2 separate regions of the Danio rerio genome follow, and region 1 is linked to region 2. Evidence: chromatin contacts called from public Hi-C data. All regions are on one chromosome and are shown on one strand. The core of a region is the stretch at or near the end of the contact, and the rest is flanking DNA. Distances in the headings are between cores, read along the strand shown.

Region 1 (2,700 bases), core at 153-2,652, 41 kb before region 2:
TATATATATATATATATATATATATATATATATATATATATATATATATTTCCTAGGAAGTCTTTTAATTAAGTGTCACTTAAGAAAGTGACAGTACTGCACATTGGAGCACCAGACCATTTGGATTGTGAAGCCAGGAGATGTGTTGTAACATTTGATGTTAATGTTGGAAAAGCTGAAACATCTTGCACTGTTTCCTTCAGAGCAGATGATGCAATACTGGATATGGTTTCAAAATGTTAAAGCAAATCATGTGTTCATTGGTAATGCTTAACAGATGTGAATTCATGTTTGCAGTCTTGATGGAAATCTGTGCAAAGGGTGACGCTGAACTTGTGTCAGAAAGAGGATACTAATCTTAAGTAATGTTCTTGGATCTCATTGAACAGAAATGTAGTTTGGGTAATCTCTGACTGCATTCTTAACCGTGTTCCTTTTGCATAATAGGAGTCCAATGTCTAGCCAGAGAGTAAAGGTTAAGGGTCGCAGACAGAAATCAATAGCAGGGGTTAGCAGGTCAGACAGTGGTTGCCAGGCAACAAAAAGAATTTCGTGGTTCTCAAGGTCGAGTAGATGCAGCAATAGAACATGACAAAGGACCGGCTAAACATTCCACTTCCAAATATTCTAATTACCCAGCCATACAGAGAGGTGTGGAAAGTTTCTGTAAAACTGGAATGGCAAATTAGAAGATTTTAAGGTGCCTAAAGGCAAAATATGAATTGATTTAGCTTTTGAGGAATAACAAATCTGTCTTTTCTCTTTCATGTGTGCAGCCTTTCATCGAACAGCCAGCTGGAGGCTTTGAGAGCAGAAGCACCCCTCCCCAAGAGGCTGACAAGCTGGGGCAGACCGAGTGACCTATATCCACCAACACGCCCAAGGCACTGGGACACATCTCTGTCGGCGTGATAGAGAGGTTACATAAAGGAATAAAAGTGAAGACAAAGAAAAGAGGTCAAAATCCTTTAAGCAAATCTGGTGATCATCTCTGTACTTGAGGACCTTGATCGCACCCCTTTTGTCTTGATAGACTGACCTACATTGTGCGCAAAATAGAGAGAAGATTTTACTTGAGGGATCCCTTGGATCTGTTAAATGCAGGGGATTCATATAGAGGTACACCTATTCTTGCTTTTCTTAGCCAACTTGGACACTTGATCATCTAAAGATACTTGTTTGAGATTCACATCAACAAAACCAATGAGGTTCAGCTTTCCAGAAGCTAAAACACCTCATCAAGTCTTTGCTGATCCAGCTACTTAGTTGAAGATATTCCAGTCTACAGTACATCAGGATATCCTGCAGACCTTTCTTCCCTTCACCTCATCCCTGTTTCTACATTCAATTGCATTTCCAATGACGAAGCAAGGATCTCAAACGGGCTCTTATTGAAACAAGATGGAAAGTTTGAACTTACAAATTTCAACAAATTCCAGTGAAAACTTAGAGAACACCGAAAGCTTTTCAGACTACAGTGATCTTCATTCGCCTCAAGACATCCCTCGGCAGAGCCGCCTTCTCAAACCAAAGCCAAACAACATGAGTTGTCGACGCAAGCGTGAGTTCATCTCAGATGAGAAAAAGGATGCATCCTACTGGGAAAAGCGCCGCAAGAACAATGAGGCAGCCAAGCGCTCTCGGGAGAAACGCCGCTTTAATGACATGATCCTAGAGAACAGAGTTCTTGCACTGAACGATGAGAATGTACGCCTGAAAACTGAACTTTTACAGCTTAAACTCAGGTTTGGGCTGATAAGTACAGCCTCCTATATGGAAAAGAGTCAGCAGATTGGTAGTGCTGTCAATAGATCTTCTGGCAGCAGCTCCTCATCTTCCTCTACCACCGGTCACTTCTACTCCAGTGGGTACTCCAGTGTTTCTCAAATGATGTTGAACTCTGATTCTTCTGAAGCCGAGCATTCTTGTCGAGGGGACGGCAATGTGAAAATGGCGAAGTACTCACCACGAGGTTCCCTCTCTGATATGTCTGACGGCTCCTCTCGGGATAGCCCAGAGCCACTGCCGTATGACATCAAGCAGGAAGGGATGGGTCTAGAGATGGACATAGTCAGTAACACCACATCACAAATGATGTTCAACCTTCATTCAAGACTGCCTGCTGTACTTCGAACCATCGAACCAGGTTATTCAACCAACCAACAGAAGCAACTCCACCAGGAGACTGCTGCAAGTCCAGCCAACCCTCAATCTGCTCAAAGAAGTGTCATCTCATACCGTTCTAGCATTGCCTCATATCCGGTGGAAAGTCAGGACATTATTCCACAAGAACAGCAGAACTTCACTCAGGCTACAGAGGAACAGAGCAGAAGCCTGGTTTCCAAACAGCTAGAGAGAAGACCATTTGACTCTCCATCTTACGAATGCCCAGATGACGAGGCAGCCGAAAGGCAGGCTTACATTGTTCAGAGACAAACTTCCAGGATCAATGCTGCTCCAGATCTTCAAATAAGACCAGGGGAGGCAGATGAAACACAAGAGTATCACTGTCCAACCAGCACCAGGGAGAACGATGAGCCTCCAGTGCTGACCTATGAAGGAGGTCTGAGTCAAGAAGAGTATTTTGAGGCTCACTCAGGAAAGGACAGCTCCTCAACAGATGGGGATCCCAGGAGCTCTGATAAGGAGGGCTCCACCGATGACGAGTCACCCTCATCTTCTTGCTCCGACACAGGCAGC
Region 2 (2,912 bases), core at 141-2,640:
CTGTTACTCGCAACATATGCAGGTTCTGTTCACTAAAGTAGACGTGCGCGCATCTATCATTAAGTAGAGCGCGCACACCCGCCCTTAAAACCCGCCCGCAACTCACGTCACGTGTGATTTCCAGATCGCGACAACATCATTATATTAAAACAAAAATGGCATTTTTAGGTGAATTATACCTTGTAAATACAGTATGTGACTCATTCAACATCATTTGGAGGTGTCAATGTCACTGAGCAACGTGTGTGAAACAATAAAAGGCTCGTGCAGCTGCCTTTTCTTCTCTCCTGAACTTGAAAATATGATTGGCAGAATCGTAGAAATGCTGCATTAAGATTGTCAAGGGGGTCGAATCGAGATCGCGATCTTTTAACGATTAATTGTGCAGCTCTAGTCAGTACCAGATGGGAGACCACATGGAAAAAACTAGGTTGCTGTTGGAAGTGGTGTTAGAGAGGCCAGCAGGGGGCTCTCAACCTATGTGAGTCCTAATGCCCTAGTATAGTGAAGGGGACACTATGCTGTCAGTGAGCACCATCTGTCGGATGAGACATTAAACCAAGGTCCTGACTCTCTGTGTTCATTAAAAATCCCATGGCGCCCATGTCTTAAAGAGTAGGGTCCTGACCCTGATGTCCTGTTTAAACTCCCATCATAGGCCCTTGCGAACCTGGCCTCCCACAGAATTGGCTCCATCACTATCTCTCCACTCCTCCTATAGCTAGTGTGTGGCGTCGTTGTCCTGTGGCTGCCGTGGCATTATCTAAGTCGGTGGTGGTGTGGAGAGACCCATCAACCCCCCCCCTCGCGATTGTGAAGTGCTTTATGGCCATACACAATAAATGCACTATATAAATACACACTTTACAGTACTTTGGCTTTTTCCTATTATTTTTTTCCATGGCTGTATGGTCACTTGTAACTTGAGTGTGTCACTTGCATTTAATGTTTAAACTGTACAAAAACAATTACTGCATACTGGAATTTGTAATTTTTTTACAATAATTAACCGGCACACGGTGCACTTTCTATCAGTTACTTATCTACATCAGCTAAATGAGTATCAAGTCTTGCACGCTGACAAAAATAGCTTACTCCTAAGTTGTAACATAAGGTGAATAACCTCAAGCAGATCCAAGAAGTTATCCTTCACCGTACATTATCAAACAGGAGTGTGTCAACATTACAAAACTAAACCTAAAATCCTCTTATCTCCTTATCGTAAAGATATTCCTGCTGCTTTTGTTTACGTTGTTTAACAGCATCTAAAGTGCTCTGAACAAAAAACCCGGTAACCTCGTTTCACACAGGGAAAGACCTTGAGCTTGAGGTTAAATGAATGGCTTCCGTCCCGCTCTGTCCTAACACATAGAGGTGTCAGGTTTCAGGGCAGGTCCTGGTTTACAGGCCGAACAACTTCCTCCGCCCTACATTCAGACACCTGAGGGAGGGATGCGGCTCAGGACGTCCCCATGTGACAGCAGGTTCACATGCACCGGGGAGAAACGTGTTACTGTAACACCTTGTCAGAGGCCAAAGCGGTTATGTAAAGACCTGACAAACACCGCCAAGGGCACCGCAGGGAGGGGCAGCGGGATTACAGGAGCAATGTGTGTCCGGACGGGGGTTGGGAAGCGGGAATGCATCAGCTCGGGCTGTTATACTGAACTGTGCATAAAACACAAACATTACTTCTCAACTTTTTCAGAAAGAATTCAGCGATCAGAAGAGAAATCTTTTTAGTATTGATTTTCTAATGTTTATACTATTGTTCATTTACACATTTATATAATGTAAAATATAAATATATATTGGAAATATATACTATACATACACTTTTCCAACACATTTAAACAGTTTTAATAATTCATTTCTTTTGTATCTGCCATGATGACAGTACATATTTCACTAGATATTTGAGTTCAGCTAAACGTGACATTTAAAGGCTTAACTAAGTTAATTAAGGTTAACTAGGCATGATAGGTTAATTAGGCACATCAGTATGGTGACTTGGCATTTGAAGGCATGAGACGCGGAGCACAGACACTTTTGACTATTCTGGGGGTCATTAATAAAATAATAACACTAATACTGAAATGGTTACAACATTTCAGAAAAACCAAAATAACATTTCAGAAGATTTACAATGTGCTCAGCCATTTGTATCATCACATGACCTCTTTTAACAAAATCACATGAACTTTTTAATGACAGTTTCTTATGCGCATATGCAAAATCCGCATAGAAAACAAAGCTATTGGACAACAGTGGCTTGTTCTGTAGCCAATTGAAAAAAGAAAAGAAAAATAATAATAATTGTTTTCTCCAGAACAAAAATATAATAGAAAATACTGTAAACTAAAATGTGTTGGGAAATATTTGACAAAGAATACACTAACAAGCTTCGTTTCCATCCACCTATTTCTATGCGCATGTTGGAAATGCAGAAGTACAGAAAACAGAATACAGAACTAACATTTTTAAATGCATTCAAAAAGAAAAGTTATTTAAAATGATAAATCACAGATATTATTGCTGCGCTTTTAATAAAATAAATGCAGCCTAGGTGAGCAGAAGAGGCTTCTACATTTCTGATTTGCCAGTGTTGGGTGGGGTAAATTATGTGTTTTGACAATGAAATGAAGCAAACTGACGTCAACTGTAATGAGTGAGGTCAATCATGGATACAAGGCACAAGGGCCTCAAACACCCAAACACGTCCACCAAAAATATACAGCTTTCTGGACAGCCTTGAGGGTTTAATTAGCATTGTTTGTTTAGCTTTAAAACCCTTAAAACCCCTGTAAAAAAGCTGGGTTTCACCTAAATCCTTTATGTTTCCCTAACATAATTCGATTAGGTTAACTTAGAAGTTTACAAATTCAAGTGGATTGAACATAAAACTATTAGGC

The links. Hi-C and Micro-C count contacts between places; a contact is called where the count stands out from the background.
Region 1: a contact with region 2 is called in a Hi-C map of embryo, with 2.4 times the contacts expected there. The contact joins the promoter of nfil3-2 here to the enhancer-like site in region 2. A contact is called at or near these places in 5 of 18 Hi-C or Micro-C datasets (caudal fin, embryo, fibroblasts and 1 more) and 3 of 4 datasets of contacts at active chromatin or transcription factors (caudal fin, embryo and pancreas).

The regions. Positions count from the first base shown.
Region 1 is chr3:12,730,458-12,733,157 of GRCz12tu, reverse strand. It overlaps nfil3-2 (nuclear factor, interleukin 3 regulated, member 2), which reads left to right and starts at 1,402. Exons shown (of 1, transcript NM_001197065.1): 1 at 1,402-2,700. The coding sequence starts at 1,402.
Region 2 is chr3:12,688,994-12,691,905 of GRCz12tu, reverse strand. No RefSeq gene overlaps it. Among named protein-coding and RNA genes, the nearest start is that of nfil3-2, 41 kb to the left of the region's middle. Within about 2 kb of position 1,390, at least 23 of the 62 cell types and tissues checked have an H3K27ac peak or open chromatin away from gene starts, as enhancers often do. A contact at or near this core is called in caudal fin and pancreas, where this site is marked.